Linked DNA regions of Mus musculus: all the other regions are linked to region 2. The links are chromatin contacts, called in public HiChIP or PLAC-seq maps. All regions are on one chromosome and are shown on one strand. The core of a region is the stretch at or near the end of the contact, and the rest is flanking DNA. Distances in the headings are between cores, read along the strand shown.

What was found. HiChIP or PLAC-seq counts read pairs in DNA pulled down with a chosen protein or histone mark.
Region 1: an H3K4me3 HiChIP or PLAC-seq map of bone marrow-derived macrophages shows a contact between it and region 2, with 3 times the contacts expected there. The contact joins the enhancer-like site here to the promoter of Tcf12 in region 2. A contact is called at or near these places in 11 of 39 promoter capture datasets (the 3T3-L1 cell line, 3T3-L1-derived adipocytes, the C10 cell line and 6 more), 6 of 115 datasets of contacts at active chromatin or transcription factors (the SCID.adh cell line, T-cell acute lymphoblastic leukemia, bone marrow-derived macrophages and 3 more) and 2 of 9 other capture datasets (adipose tissue and pancreatic islet).
Region 3: a contact with region 2 is called in an H3K27ac HiChIP or PLAC-seq map of differentiating embryonic stem cells, with 2.6 times the contacts expected there. The contact joins the enhancer-like site here to the promoter of Tcf12 in region 2. A contact is called at or near these places in 17 of 39 promoter capture datasets (the 3T3-L1 cell line, 3T3-L1-derived adipocytes, the C10 cell line and 13 more), 2 of 15 datasets of contacts at CTCF or cohesin (large pre-B cells and pro-B cells), 2 of 484 Hi-C or Micro-C datasets (cranial neural crest and nephron progenitors), 25 of 115 datasets of contacts at active chromatin or transcription factors (the 230-238 cell line, DN3 thymocytes, the SCID.adh cell line and 19 more) and 4 of 9 other capture datasets (adipose tissue, embryonic stem cells, liver and 1 more).
Region 4: a contact with region 2 is called in an H3K4me3 HiChIP or PLAC-seq map of neural tube, with 4 times the contacts expected there. The contact joins the enhancer-like site here to the promoter of Tcf12 in region 2. A contact is called at or near these places in 10 of 39 promoter capture datasets (the C10 cell line, the HPC-7 cell line, the SN4741 cell line and 7 more), 11 of 484 Hi-C or Micro-C datasets (the C10 cell line, Th1 cells, cortical glia and 6 more), 28 of 115 datasets of contacts at active chromatin or transcription factors (the 230-238 cell line, the SCID.adh cell line, SST interneurons and 24 more) and 3 of 9 other capture datasets (adipose tissue, liver and pancreatic islet).

The regions. Positions count from the first base shown.
Region 1 is chr9:72,342,348-72,346,115 of GRCm38.p6, forward strand. The region is part of intron 19 of Zfp280d (zinc finger protein 280D); the gene reads left to right. Among named protein-coding and RNA genes, the nearest start is that of Gm27230, 46 kb to the right of the region's middle. Within about 2 kb of position 1,709, at least 10 of the 459 cell types and tissues checked have an H3K27ac peak or open chromatin away from gene starts, as enhancers often do.
Region 2 is chr9:72,110,040-72,114,195 of GRCm38.p6, forward strand. It overlaps Tcf12 (transcription factor 12), which reads right to left and starts at 1,780. Exons shown (of 21, transcript NM_011544.3): 1 at 1,537-1,780; 2 at 699-795. The coding sequence starts at 773.
Region 3 is chr9:71,913,935-71,917,971 of GRCm38.p6, forward strand. It overlaps Tcf12 (transcription factor 12), which reads right to left. Exons shown (of 21, transcript NM_011544.3): 8 at 3,071-3,123. Among named protein-coding and RNA genes, the nearest start is that of Cgnl1, 140 kb to the left of the region's middle. Within about 2 kb of position 2,142, at least 53 of the 459 cell types and tissues checked have an H3K27ac peak or open chromatin away from gene starts, as enhancers often do. A contact at or near this core is called in differentiating embryonic stem cells, embryonic limb bud, epiblast stem cells and 2 more, where this site is marked.
Region 4 is chr9:71,877,353-71,881,350 of GRCm38.p6, forward strand. The region is part of intron 12 of Tcf12 (transcription factor 12); the gene reads right to left. Among named protein-coding and RNA genes, the nearest start is that of Cgnl1, 110 kb to the left of the region's middle. Within about 2 kb of position 2,314, at least 62 of the 459 cell types and tissues checked have an H3K27ac peak or open chromatin away from gene starts, as enhancers often do. A contact at or near this core is called in adipose tissue, embryonic basal ganglia, embryonic brain and 7 more, where this site is marked.

The DNA of each region.
Region 1 (3,768 bases), core at 459-2,958, 230 kb after region 2:
GTCTATGAAAGAAAAAGATAGGGGGGAGATTCATTCATGTGATTTTCTTTTTTTTAAATTCTGTATGTGAATATCTTAGAGAATTTTGACCTATCTTTCAATATTTATTTGGCATTAATCTCTAATTGTTTATTATTTATTTATTATTAAAATCTAATAAATCATGTAATCTCCTAATACATAAATTTATCATTTTTCTTCATTGGATATTAAAAAATAAATCATATTAGTACTTGGTTTAAGATTCCTAGAAAATGCTGAATTGCATATAAGGTGTAGTATATAATTAAATGCTAGCAAGTGAATATATGTTGTCCCACTTATTAGAAAAAATTATATCCTTGTTATATTTATAAAATCAAAGTTGTGCATAACAGAGGCAAACCAATTATTAATTATTTCTGCCTCTTTAGGTACAAAGGATGCTTTTATGCAAGGGCATGGCTACCTTAGTATCCTTTTGAGACTTATTTCTAGACTTTACACCATATGTTTTAAATTTTCTTTAATTTTTTTACTTTATAAAGTTCTACTTCTTCCCTGTGTGGCTTCCAGACTTGATTCCTAGCTCCACATTAATCTTTCTCAGACCCTTAAACTGCTTCTATGAAGTAGTAGAGTGTAGATATTGTAGTGGATTGTAGAGTTTGGAGTTCCACCTTTTTTTTTTCTCTTATATGTGAATGGTTCTGGTTAGGTTACCTGACCTCTCTACTCCGAATCCTCATCCTCACAATGTAAATCACAGAAGAACCTGTTTATAGAGCTTGAGGGAATTAAAGGAATTGCTTATGGTCTCTGAAAGTACATAACACACAGGAGATAGTATGAAAGTGACCATATGGTTGTTACTGTTGTTAAGTCAACATCCATGGTTTTATGTTGGTCTACATTTTACTGAAAATGAATCTTCCTGATTTTTAACCCATTTTTCATTCTAGCCTACCCATATTATTTCAAAAATCATTGCTGACAATTCTCTTTTTTAAACCTGTATACTAAGTTAGTGTTGTAGAACGTTTGTCATACCGTTAGATTTTGGTATATTTAAGTGCACTACATTATATTTTGAGGAAATATTTATGAATGCTCTATGTTCATTTTAGATATTTAAATTTTATCGCAATTTTCCACTAAATTATACTGCCTTATCCTTGACTACTTTATGACCCATCTCATACTTTGAATGCACTTGTGATTTTGTGATCCTCCTGCAGCAGTACTCTTACCAGCTTGGTATTTGACTAGCTAGACAGGCTTACTGCTCCTTTCTGTATCTTTGAAATATGAGATCCTAGTGATCTTAATCTTCCACACTAAAAATCTGTTTTATCTGCATCATTGTGATGGATGGTGCTATGAAAGGATTTTATGCCTGAAATAAAGTAGACAGACACAGGCATAGATCCTAATTAAATAGTCTGTAGCTTCAGTAAAATTTAGCCCTTGTTAAGCCTCAGGTTTCTTATCACTAAAAGAAACATAGTAATTCTTTATAGGGCAGCTATAAACAAGTAGAAACCATGTATGGAAGGAAATCAGTGGGTCATGTTACTAACTCAAATAATTCACCTTAACATTTAAATTATTTGGCACTGGAGAAACTAGGCACTTAGTAAATGTACATTGTTGCCACTGCTACCTCAGCTGCTGCTGTTTCTGCTTCTGCTCCTGCTGCTGCCCCAGCTGTTACTACTTCTGTTGCTGTTATTTCTTGATGACAGGAGACCCTGCTGACTGGATATCTGTGGAATCTCATGGCTGAGAGTTTTAGTGACAGTCCATCTGTACTGTAGTTATTTATAGTTTTGACTTACAGTTCAGTTTTGCAGTATATTCTTCTCAACTACTGGGTAATTGACATCACAGTGCTGTAATTAAATATTGTGCAGTTTTCTATCACCAGAATTGCGTATGATTCTGTTTGCTTTGTCTAAAGACTATGGAACAATTCTGACTTATTGTAAACTAGTACAGAACCCTCTCTGCTTAGAAGGACATCAGTCCTTTTGAGCTGACATTTTCTTCTGTAAAGACAACCTTTTTATTAATTGACATCAAGTAGGCATTTCCAGAATTCCATAGCTGCTTATCCAACCCAATTTAATGAATACATGGTACTGGTGAGCAGTATTTTTATTCTTCTATCGAATGCAGAAGTCATCTTGAAAAGTAGCACATGTGTTTCTAGTTTTAGGTCATAATTGAACTCAGCCATGAAATTGTTGTTGTTCCCCCTTTTCTCTGTCTCCTCTCCATGTGTTCTCTAGGGTGCTTATATAGACTCAACTGTATAAAACAAAACTGAAGTCAACTCTTGTTTTATTTTCTGAGATGCTTGTCCATGCTGAAAAATTGAGAATAGAAAGATCATTCTCACCCAGTGTGGTGGTATGTGCCTTTACTCCCAGCACTCAGGAGACAGGCAGACAGATCTCTGTGAGTTTGAGGCCAGCTTGGTCCACTTAGTGAGTTCTAGCAATCCAGGACTACATAGTGAGATTTGTTTCAAAAAAGGAATAAGGAAGAAAGGAAGTCTCTTAGCCTTCTTCATGGCAGAAGAATCCATGGTAAATACATTATCTATAGCTCAAGCTTGTAAAGAGAGTCTAGTTCATTGAATAAAATATACTATAAAATACCTTTTGAGATGGCTTTCAGTAATTACTTAGTTCTGAGTGTGATTACTAAGTCTGTGCTAAGCAGAGACCCCACTATCACACTGCTGTGGTAAATTAGGTTGAAAGTTGTGTTTGTTTTGTAGAGTTAAATGATGTAAAATGCATTTATAGATACAAATATGTTTACTATTCTTTATTAACCCCTTGAATTTAAAGACTACTAGAGAGAAATAAAAATCAAAAACTGAATTTTCTTGAATTCCTCCATCTAATTTCACAATCCCCGAGTACTGACTTTTATGCTTAGCATCAGTGGTACTCAGTAGCTGTTTCATGGTCTGGTGCAGGCAATTTCCTATATACTCACGACACTGATGCTAGTTACCCACCTTCTGTACACAAGGCTGCCAGGAATTGGAATTGTAAACATTACTGAAGGGTATGGTCTGTGTCCCTAAGGTAGTATAGAAAAAGGGGCCAGAGCAGTAAAATAGGTAGTCTACACTGAAACCATGTTCCTCACAGGGATACATAATCAGCTGATTTCTATGATTTTTGTATAATACTACATCAAAAGTAATCCAAAAAGCCTTACATTTGAAAATATTTTTTAAAAAGGCACTCTTACTAAATCTGTGGGTGTGTGGTATGTAAGGAGCTAGTTCATTATTTCTTATTAATTTCTGACCTCATTTGGAGGGCAGTTCTGAACCTGGTCATAATCCATGTCTAAATGTCATATTCATTTCATATCCCGAAGTTAGTGAGAGGTAAGAAGAAAACTAGGCTCATCTGTGACACATTCATTTTGGGCTCTATCCTTCTGTGAACTTCTATATGGTGACTGATATGAGGTACTGGGAGATCTTTCTAGATCTCAGTCATTAAGATCACAAACCAAATCTCAAGCAGTGTTTCCTTATCAAAGTAGATGCATTACATATATGGGCTTTGTGGGAAATTTCATGTCATAGGTATGAAATGTGCATGAAGCTAAAATGGTTTCTGCCAGCTTAGACTTCTTCCATGACTTCCTATAATAAGCAGGGAAGAGTGAGAGACCAAGTGGGATGAAAAGATAAATTAACTTCTTGTAGTTCATCCATTTAAGGCCACCTACCAGTCTCTTCCATTGATTTTGATTGAT
Region 2 (4,156 bases), core at 530-3,029:
TTCTCATTACATTAACATTACTTAATAAGCACTTGCAATCAGAATCATGTCCGATGAAATTACCACATACAGGAAAGATAATAACAGTTCTAATACAGCAGGTATTGGCCCTGCCTTCTAGGAGCAGTTAACGTTGAAATTCAATCCATTAGTAAGAAATAAGGGCAATGGGCTCTATAGCTTCACCTTTTATTTTTAAATCATTTTCCATATTACATATGCAGACGGCATATGTATACTTAAAGCAGTCAGCTCACAAGGCTGGGAATTCTAGCGCTGGGGTTGGCTTTTTTGAAGCTGGCATCTCTCAGGTACCACAGGCTAAATGAAGTCGTGGGGAGGGAAATGCTGAGAAGTCTTCAGGAAAAAAAATATTTTTTTTCTTTCATATAAAGTCTAAAATCTCTAATAATTATCAGAAGGGAGTGACTCAACCAGAGCTCATGATTACATTGTTCTTCTTTTAACTAGTTAAATCAAATGACCCCTCTGGCATTAAAGTTTGAAATCTGCAAGTCTAGACATTACATCAAAGTTCAGGTGTCCAACTTGGGGGAGCTGGACTCCAGCCCTGAGAACTAGCGCTGAAAAGCAGATGGAGTTGCCCGCTGCCATGTCGCTTTCCCCCCTTTTCTCTCTTGCTCCCGATCTCGGGAAACCTCAGCAGAACCCCAAGATGCGGAGGAAAGCTCTCATACCGCACTGAAGTCCAGCAGGTCGCTCAGCTCCTTGTCGGTCCCTATCGCGGCCATGCGCTGCTGCTGGGGATTCATCTTCAGCCACTTCTAGCAGGTCCTAAGGCAGAGAAGACAGGCTGAGCCGCGGACACCCGGACGCTCGACGTGAGAAGGAGAGAGAGGGAGAGAGAGAGAGAGAGAGAGAGAGAGAGAGAGAGAGAGAGAGAGAGAGAGAGAGAGAGAGAGGCAGCGCTCGGGGTGGGGGGCGCCGAGCGACACGCCAGATCCCCACGCATACCCGAAGGACAGTGACGGAAGCCGCTCCGACACGGGAGCCCACGCGTGGCTCCGTGGCTCCCGCAAGTTTCCAAGGTGGCTCGGCTTCGGGGTGCCCCCGGGGAGGAGTACGGAGCGAGCCCGCGCCCAGCGAGGGAGCGAGAAAGCGGCGGCGACCCGGAGACCAAGTGACTCACTCGCTCAGCAACAATAGAGCTGACAAGTTGCGGGGAGCGCGCCGCTCGCAGGCCCGCGTCTGCGGCCCGGACGTCCCCAGCGGGGGTCCCCGGCTTGGTTGAGAGCGCCCCACGCGCGTCCGCGCCCCGCAAACTCCCGCCCGGCCTCCACCTCCCACTTGGGCCGCCCTGCCCCGGACTCGCGGAACAATGAGGCGGGCTCGGCGGCTCCCCGGCCCCGAGCGCCGAGCCCCGAGCGCCGCGCAGGCCGAGCGCCGCTGCCCGGGCCTGGACCCCGCAGCTCGCGCCTCCGCCCCGCCGCGCGCCGCAACTTGGACGCGGCCCCGGGCTCCGCGCCGTACAAAGGGACCTGAGTTCCGCACGTCCCGCCCGCCGCCCGCGGTTACCTGCCGCCCGGGCTCCGCATCCAACCTTCCCGATTAAAGTTCACTTTGGCCGGGAGCGCGGGCTCAGGCTTTCCCCCTCCCCACGCGCCGCCGGCGGCTGCGTTGCCTCGGGCCCCCGCGAGTGCTTGAGTCGGCGCGACTCGGGCGGCTCTCGGGCTTAGCCGCCCGTGGCTCCCCGGGCGGGCTGGCTGTCCCCCCGATAGAACTTGTGGGTCTCCTCAGGCGGACATTTTTTTTTTTTTCCGCTGAGGCGGCCTCAGCACCGAGCTCCGCTCGCCTCCGGATCCCTCCGCGCCTCAAGCGCGTCGGCTTAACCCCTCGCTGCCCGGCGCGCTCCCGCCTCCCGCGCCGAGGAAGTGGGACCGCGGAGGGGGCGGGGAGGCACGGGGCGGGGCGGAGCGGCGGACGGACAAAGCCCACGGCGGGCGGCGGCCGTCTCCTCAAGCTCACTGCGCCCCGAAGTGCCGCGACGGGGACGCAGCTGGGCAGCATCTGGATCTGCCACCCGCAGCCATTCCGGAGCTCAGCCACGCCGGACGCGGGAGGCGAGGCCGGCTGTGGAGCCGCAGCTGTGGTGGGCGGACTCTGTGGGAAAAGCGCAAAGCCCCTCACGCCGCGCTCATCAGCTTGCTCACCTGAGCGTGCCGTCCCACCTGAGCCCCGCGCTGCAACACCAAGTTCTGGGAAAGGATTGCGCCTGGCCTTTGCTGTAACCAGAGAGACAGCCCCAGGAAGTTAAGTCTTGATGAGCAAGTTCCGAACTTGGCCTGAAGAAGCCCCAAAGAAAAAGGGGAAAAATTCGGCCTTGGAAGTTAAGGTTTACTTGAGGGGAAGCTAAGGTGATTGTGTTGAGGTCTGCGAGCACAGAGAAGACCAGCCAGGCCCAAGCAGAAGAAACACTCGAGACAAGCATCCAAAGAAACGAATTGAAGACAGTGGCCAACTCTTGAGTATCCTGACTGTAAGAAGGAGCCGTTGGCCTCAGAAGTTCATATAAAGAAGATAGTTAAATGTGCCATTGCTGTACTTACTGCAACCAGAGCTGTCCAACCAGAGAAGCAAATTAAGGTTTATATGTGGGACCTCCGTATAGACCATTCCAGAACTAATGGTAGCCTACTCACCCCCAAAGCCAGTCCCACTTAGGTACATACATGCTTTGGCAACTTGTGGAGTGTGTCTCCATCCTAAACAAAGTAGCATGATTTCACCTAAAAAATGATAACGATCCCGTTTCCAACTAAGACTAGCGGATGGTTAACCCACATACAAATAGGCAATTTGCTGAAGTCTTTGAGAACATTTTTGCAAATGCTATAAAAAAAAAAAATGAATGTCATCTTCCAAACTCAAGATCTAGCCAGAGTAAATCAAACAGACAAGAAGAAAGTCTTCGCAAGGAGAGATCTGATCTTTGATGATGTTTCCAATATAAATCAAACAGTTCTGAGCCAAGTCTAGCATCATTGATTAAATGAACAGGGTTTGGTTATCCGTAATTTGGTGTATACAAAAGTGAGGCAAAAAGCAGTCACAGAACAACCAGGAAATTTGATTAGGTAACTGGTAAAGCCATATTTCTGTGGTACAATCTCTAGGGAAGATGCTGAGGTTTGGTCTTCTGCTATGCATTGTAATACTAACTACTGGCCTGGTTGCCCCCAGGGATGAGAGAATCTGCACTTAGGTAACCTTGTCCCCAAGTTATCCCTGATTGGTGAATAAAGATACCCACTGCCTATGAGCAGAAGAGAGATAGGCAGAGTTTTGGTTCTTGGGCTTGGGGTTCCCAGTCAGGAACCAGGAGGAGAGGGTAGTAGGTAGAGAGAAGAGAGCACACCATGGGGTAGGTGAATCATGAAAACATGGCCATGAGAGCTGGCCACTTGGAGTTAAGGACAGCCAGATGAAATGTGGCAAGTTACAACTCGGGGTTATTGATAGGGAAGTAGACATAATAGCTTAGAAGGTAGATATCTGACCAGATCTAGTACATTAAAGGGTCATTATAAATATAAAAGTTGTGTGTCTTTTGTCTGAGAATTGAATGATCAAAAGCAGAGTAGAAACCCCTGATTGAGATAAATAATTACTACAAGAAGAAGGGGTGGCATGAAACCATGCGAGATGTATGCTGTTTCCAAGGCAAAGGAGAGGCAGCTTATACTGCTCACACAGCTATTTTAGAGGACATCAGAGGATTCACTTTGAAAGTCTGACTGGGGAAGGTTTTCATATCTATTGTGGAAAATTCAATTTTATTTTGTGTGTTGTTTTGTCATTAGATTGTGAGTTCCTTGTGGGTTGGTACTGATAAGCACCTAGCATTGTATCCAGGATACTAGACTTGATGGTAACCTGAATTTATTTCTTCTGTTTTAAGCTATATCAAGTCATTCTATTATAGTTACTTAATATGTAAATATATTTCTGTACATGTGGCTTTATTTAAAAGAGAGCTAGAATTTTGAAATTAGAGGATGAAATTTTTTATACTTTCAAATGGTATCTGTGTGTTTCTAAATAAAGAAATAATATTCCCATCAATAATGGGCCAAATCTATTCCTGAAAAATATGGAAGACTCAATATTGAAAGTGGAGCTTTAGGGCTGGGTATAT
Region 3 (4,037 bases), core at 892-3,391, 200 kb before region 2:
CAAAACAAGATATTCTTATGAATAAACCAAGATTTTTACTTTAATACTGAAAGAAAATGTCTTCTCACAGTTTTTAAGCTGTTCTTATGGCCCTCCATATAAATTGGGGTAGATTAGTGCAAAGGTCAAGGAGAATGGTGTTATAGTAAAATGGATGTCTTTGTTCCTCATACTTAGAGAAGTCCTGCAAACAAAGTGACATGGAGACTGAAGGGATCCTACTAAACACACTTCCTTTTGTAAATTCAAGAAAGGTTGCCAGGGGAAATAGTTGCCCCAATCCCTGCCCTATGTCCCAAACTCTCTTCTACTTTCTATCTTAGCAATGATCTCCTACCAAGGAAAAACAGGTATACACAGCTGGTGTTCAGAGATTAGGGAAGGGAGGCTAAGGAACCCTCAAGGGTAAGGAAATGGCCGCCATGCTGAAGTACCTTGCACACCCTTTGAACTCTGTTCAGTCCCAACAGACTCCAGTCACTGCAAGCCCAGACACTGGAGGTCTGTGCTCAGAGCAGACCTCCCTATGGCCACGTGTACTGAATACTGTCCTCTGCTTCTATCCTGAGGTAAGGGGTAAAGGGAGGAGGAATGCTTCAGTACATTTACAAAAGCTGAGTCTACTACAGAATCTAGGGAAGCTTCACTTCTAAATTTAGACAAAACATTGGTTTTCACACTTCTGTTCTTTTTACCTGTTGGCCCATTTGAAATCTGAACATTTGGCTAAATTTTTAGTTTTGGAAGTATGATACTCATTATTCAAATCATCATGAAACAGAACATGTACATTCATGGTCTTTTTTTGCTCTCACTTCTTTTATGATTCTCAACATCAAAGATTTGCAAAACTGTATATTCATTATAAGCAGTCAAATAGAAAAATATAATTTTCTTTATTTATTGTTTTATTTAGACAGGGTCTTGCAAGACAGCCCAGGCTGGCATAGAATATACAGCAATCCTGTTTTAGTCTCCCAAGTGTTGAGATTATAAGCATATACACTACCATGCTCACTGGTATACACAGACATATATGCGTGTGCGTGTGCGTCTGAGAGAGGGTTTCACTACACAGCCTTATTTGGCCTGGAATTCCCTATGAAGACCAGGCTGGCCCCCAACTCATATATATAACTCTCTCTGACTGTAATTAAAGGTGTATACCAAAGAAGCTGGAGAAATATAATACTTAAGAAAGCTTGTCTTAAAAATTTCCTAATCATTCTAAAGGTTCATCAAAATTCAGTAGTTTTTCCTTTCCTGAACACAAAACAATACAGAGAAACTATCTTAAAGTAATAAGTGATGTTATATTTAAAAATGTAAGGACAAAGGGCTTTCTCTGCAAAGTGTCTTTTCAGGCTCCTCTATCCATTTAGCTCAGTTGTTTTAAAAAATGAAGTAACTATGAAATACTGACAATTAACCTTATTTCTTAAAACTAATGCCAGACCAAGAATAAATGTGGGAATCTTTTTACTTATTAGTTTGTTTTTAAAGCTGTATGGTTCTGCTAATATTAATATGTAATCTAACTTACTATTTTCACAGAATTATAGTATTATAAGAAATCACACTGCTCCATGTTTTTGCAGTACTGTCTACATGAGTATGATTTCTGTTAGGTTATACTGTCTACCTATCTTTGTACAGCACATAACTTTTAAAATGTAAATCGTACAACTATTTTTAGCTGCTGCTGAAATTCCTGTCTTCAGGAATAATGATTTGAGGCATTGTTCATTTTGTTTATCAAGCAGCTATTCAGCCTCTAGTGGGACCATGTGCTTAAGCAAGCAAAAGCGTTTAGGATGCTTGCAGCTGCAATTCAACCTTCCAGGTAGGCTGCAGGTTCAGAGTACAGCTGCCCTATGCTTTATAAAACTCAGATCCATCTGGAATTGAGTTTCAAAGATTTCAATTCGACTTTTCAGAAAAAGGGGGCAGGACATAACAGAGATGGAATGCAAACAACCAAAAGATGATTTCTGTCCTTTACCCTTTAAAAAAAAATAAAAAGCTCAGGCCCATGCTGCCCCTTCTAGATTGCTACTTGTCAAGCAGGGCATTCCATTCAGTCCAAACTCTGATGAGCTGTGACTCATCTGGCAGCACCTGCGCCCATGTGTTAAGTATTGCCCAATAAAAGCCTAGCATCCATTTACACAACAAAGAATGTAGCCTTCAAGGCACAGGGCCTCAATCTAACAGTCTCGCTGAGCATTTGTTCTACACAGAGAGAAGAAAGAAAACCCTTTCCCTTCTCACCAGAGGTTTTTAAAGTATGGGTGGATTAATAATGTAAGTTTATCTACAAATACTTCTACTGCTTCAAAGAGCAAGGATATTAAGAGCACAAACACTCCTACAGTATTAGGTTACTATAGCCATTAATGATTGTTTTACCAACCTCTCCCAGCCTCCTGCATCAAAGCTCTTTATTCTCAAAGGATACATTTTTGAGAAAGTAGGGAATCAACAAACTAGTTGCGTGAAAGCTTTCCTGATGTTAGCCTGAAGTTGGGAAAGGCTTAATGAAGGCTTTAAAATCCACAAGGGCTTCAGAATGAACGTCTGACTTGGTGATTTATGCATATTAATAACCTCAGTCCTACTGAGGCAAGCTGAGCCGAACATGTCCTCCGAATCTTAATGTCTTTAGCTCCATTGGGATTATTACAAATGTAAATTTCTAAGATTCTCAGCTATTAATCTCTGTCTGTCCTCCTGTTCAGCAACATAATGACTAATTAAACATCAAAAGACCTGCAGAGGAGATCTTCTTTGACAGCTACAGGCCTAGTCTTCTTCCCAAGAGGGGAATTCAAATGACAGAGACAGGGAGTGACAGCATATGAGTAAGCTACAAATCACTGCACAGAAAACAAAAAGCTGAACCTTAAGTGTGGATTTATCTCAATCAATGATTTTGTTAAAGCAATGAACAGTTACTATGTAAAGTATGCCCACTGGCACCAATTGAATCCATTCTTGTAACAAGTAAATACTCAATACTTGACATCAATTTATTGAACATCAAATTAAAACAAAAGAAGAGAATACTTACAGAAGAAGGTAGGCCAGGAGGCACCTTTCTTACTTTCTTCGCTTGTAAAGGATCTGAACATGGAAAACAAAATGTTTCATTAGCATTTACATTAGGGGAAAAATCCAGACTTCCAATGAACAGGAAACTCCCCCAGACCCCCATGGTTTCTCTTTTCCTAATACTGCACCTGAGCCTGGGAAGACAAGAATGACAGTCCTGGCTCTTCTTCTAAGTTTGAAAGGTAACAATAAATGGAGTAAAGCAAGAAGAAAAGCACACCAATACCACAAAAAGTGAAGGAGAAAGAACACCTTTAGAGCCTGTTATGCCAGGAGCGTTTAAAGACGTCACACATGTCAGTTCACTTGAGGTGAAACTCTGTGCAACAGGCCAACAGCACACTTTCTTAACAGACAAACTGTATCAGATGAAGAGCTAGGCTTAAAGGGATATTTAAAAAACTTAAGCAACGACGATGACGACGACGACAGCAACAACAAAAACCCCTTAATAACATCAAATGCTGTATTACAAATACTATGTATAAAATTTGAAATAAAATTTAAGGAATGAAAACTAAGGTTACAATAACATCATGACATGCTATACAAGCGATGGAATAAAGCCAAGATACACATCTAGTATTATGGCATTTACTTTGGTAATATGTGAGTAAAACTGGAACTTCAGCACTAAGGTACAATTGGGACTTTTATTCCTTTCCAGGAAATGAACACACAGAGAAAGTATATCTCTTATTTTGCTTTAAAGTGCTTGTGTGTGAGTGTATGTGTGAGCGCACACAAACATGTACATGTGGATGTGTGAGCGCAGGTGAATGTTTAAGTACAGGTACCTGTGGACACTAAGTCCAGAAGAGGATGCTGAACTTTCTGGAGCTTGAATTTCATACAGATGGTTATAAGCTGCCACATGGTGTGAGACTACATTTGGTTCCTTTGCAAGAGCAGTATACTCTCGTATC
Region 4 (3,998 bases), core at 1,064-3,563, 230 kb before region 2:
CGATCCCACCTCCTCCAGTACACAGGCCCCACCCTTGCGCCCCCAAAAAACCACAAACAAAAAGCATACCCCAAACTTAAAACCACCAAACAAAAAGTCTTTGAAAAGATGGGCAGTGGTAGCACAGGCTTTTAATTCCAGAACTTGGGAGGCAGAGGCAGATGAATCTTTGAGTTTGAGGCCAGCCTGGACTACAGAGTTAATCAAGTTCCGGATAGGGCAGCCAGGAAACCGTCTGGAAGTGAGGTAGAGAGGAGGATTGGAGAGAATGGGAGGGGAGGGGAGTGGGTATGGGTGTTTGTGTACCTTTGAAAAAAGTTTTCTAAGTTCTCCTTTCTAAAAAGCTAACCAAAGAAAACATAATAGTTACCCCTTCGTCCTTTAAAAAGTTACTTGTCTGTTTTAGCCCCAAGAAATGTATATTGTGAAAATTAAGCTTTCTCTCAAAGGACACTAAAACTTTTACAAACATGTCTCAACATCTTTATAGTTGTCAATCACTGTTTCTTATCTTCAGGAATCAAATGTACCTTTTATGAGCAACTAGTGCTCATTCATTAAGTATATAATACAGCATTGATGAGGGAGGTGCAGATAAGTGAGAAAACAGTCACAAAACCAACCACACTCACGGATTAGTCTGCACTGCCTGCCTGCCATTACTCCTCACTGTGAGAATCAACTGTGAAAGCGTTGGGGAATCACCCTCCATGGCAGCCTGCCCTCTTTGTGCTTGTGTCTCCTACTCTCAAAGACTTGCCTAGTCACTACTGTGCTAATAATGACTTGCAATGGTAGAAATGAAGAGCCTGTGCTAGGAATTTCTACTGGAATGAGTTCTAGGCCTCAGGCTTACCTATGTCCCATCGCTCCTACTCTCCAGTTCCCTTAAAGGTTTCAGAGTCCTCAGTCCCCTTTTCTTCTCTAGTTACTAGCAGTTTAAGCCTGGTTATGACCTTCCTATGTTTACAGACCCTGGTGAATGACTCCTGAACCGACTCTCACTGTCCCCTGCCTCACACTGGCTGCTGGCTTCATCACTTGACAGGCTGAGTAGGTCACATCTCAACTCTGAGTCACTACTCTGCTTTCTTTCCTCTTCTCTTCTTTATTTTGGCTGTGCTCCCCCTTTTCTTTGCCCCCCCTTTCTCTCTCTACACACCAGTATTCACAATTCTCAGTTTCTGGGATAAATATGCATCATTTTCACACTGTTTTAAATCTGTGTATGCATGTGTGTGGAGGCCAGAGGACAATCTCAGGCGTTGTTCCCTAGGAGTTGTCCACCCTATTTTTGAGACAGGATCTCTCACTGGCCTGACTCTCTAGCTGGCCAAGCCCTGGGCATCCATTTGTTTGTTTTCCCGGTGTTGGGACTTTAATAAGTGATAAACTGCATGTGAAATTTGCTATAATAATTATCAGTAAAAAGATTCTTTAAATAACAGATTTTTACCTTAGTATTTAGTTAATGGGGATCAAAAAACAGAAACAAGAAAATGAAAGAGCTTGTTATAGACTTCACTCCAAATCTACAAAATGGCATAAACTTTGAGAACAATTATGTCTTGAGGTTCTATGATTGCTGAGAATTAATGTTAATGTTCTAGGCTATGTGTATCTCACACTTAGGTAGGCACAGGCTTTCTAGGGCGTGAATGGACTGCCAATTCTTCAGCTCTGCCCTTCCAATGAAGCAATCCCTAAGTATGTCAAATGCTGGTTAGAGTTCCTTTATGTGGAAGAAAGCAGAGTTTATACTTCTTACTCTCATAAAGAGAGGACATATGTGGGAGGAAGAGTGGCAGAGCAATACCGGTACACAGAAGCCTTTCTGATGGCAGATCACTTCACCAGCCTGTATCTCTGCAGGCTCATTCCATCACCAAAACAACTGAATCACATTATTTCATAAAAATCGTGATTTCTTTAGAAATCCTAAATATCAGACTTTTTTGGCAAAGACCATTCTAAATGAAGATTTTTCTCTCTATTTTCTGGTGTTTAAGGAAGAAAAATTAGTGTTTATTGAATATTGGTGTTTAAGGAAGAAAAAAGTCACGTTAAAAACGGAGGTGGTAGTGGCTAGAGTTTGGGGCAGGAACAAAGTCAGAGCTCATTTTACATGCAGCCCACAGGCACTCATAGTTAAATGGCCAATGATGAATAACTCCCAGTACCTTCTGCCAGACTTAAACGGTAATATTCCTCATTTTACTGCAACAAATGAGGCTCCTCCTCCTATCAGTCATGGTCTATTCCAATCAGTAGGGTGCCAATAAAGCCAGAGGCTAATGAAAGGAGCTTCAGACAAACAGAAACAATGGAGAGCTCCAGGCCCAACCCTGGAAGGCAGAGTCCAAGGTTTTAAACACTGAAGCTTTTGGACATTTCAGTTAATCTTTATTATGCTAATGTTATTGAGTCTAAGGAACAAAGAAACTTATTTCATGAATTACTTCTAAACATCAACTTCCCTGGATTTTCTTTTCTTTTGTTAGGGACTACTGACCATTTAACTATCTAGATTAAAACGCACACATTCTCCCTCTCTTCTTCCCTCCCTGGCTCATAGAAATCAAAACATAAATTATCACAAAGAAGTCTGATATAATCAACAAAGTTAAACAGTCTTCTCGTTTGATCTCTTCTAAATTAAAGACTGAATGTTTTGATATGGTATTAGGCCCTGAAATAAACCAGATGTTTCTTCCTGCATATAACTCTCCATGGGCACAGTCTTAAAGGGTGATTGTCTGGCAAATGTTCAGGGACACACAGATTTTTCCTTTCCTTCTATCTACCCACGTCTATTATCTAAACTAGTGCACAATCCATAGGGCTTTGGGGACTTTGTGTAAATACCTTCATGTACAATTCTCTTTCTTGCTATCCTGAGATTAAGACCACAATTATCCAGGCTTAAACCTAAAATAAAAGAACCTTTGCAAACGCATTATCTGGCCTTACATGTTTAATCACGCAGCATTCTGCGTGTTCTTTAAAACCTAAACTGAAGAACAAAGGTTGTACCCTCTGGTGTTTCACACATGAAAGACCTTCTAAAGCAACTAGGGAACTAGAATTAACTTCTAATGACAACAGTGGTATTTTCCCATCAAAAATAGATGCTATTATTATATTAGAGACACCACATTCTAACCATTTGTAATACTTAACATAAAATTCTGATATGCATTCAGATTCGCACATGTAATCCTCCCTAAGTTTCTTTCTCTCATTTCTCCTAATTCTTCCAATTACTGTTTTTGTTTTTTAGTATATTTTAAAAACTAAACATTATTAATGTGAATGTGAGTCTGTAAGGAAAGCTGAAGAAACAATGCTGTTGGAGAAGTAGGGGGAGGCTGAAGGGACAGGAAGTGTGCACATGAGGGTCTGCAGTGATGGACCAGATGGAATGTATCACTCTCAACTATGACAGAAATGATTTATGGAATGACCTGGCTGTTCCCGCTTAGTAACAACACAGGATGACAGAGATGAGTTTCCATGACAACCAAAGCCCACCCACTAGCTAGATTAAACATTTCTTCCTGGCCTCCACTCATAGTAAATCTGGACTTTTTTCTCCAAATGCCATCCTAGTTTCTCTAGCATGCTGTTCATAATATGGAAGGAAAATCAAGGATGCCAGAGTAACTAAAGGAAGCTTGAAAGACCACTGAGAACATTACAAAGTTCTGTGTGTTTATACCATAGTTTTTTTACATATATTTTTCTCAGAAAAACAAAATAACTCCCAAATGGAGGTTTTATTTTTAAAATTTCCTTAATATTAGTAGTCAAATGCTACTTGTTCCTTTACATGTGCATGAACTATCTGCTGTTGGATCTTCTAAGATGAGCAGGCTCAACATGGCATGACAATCAAATACCCAAGAAAATTTCTTCCTACACAAGTTTTCTTCAGTGGGGAAAAAGAAAAAAAAGGTAGAGACAACTCTCTTTAGTTATTTTGCACACCTCTAAGGCAA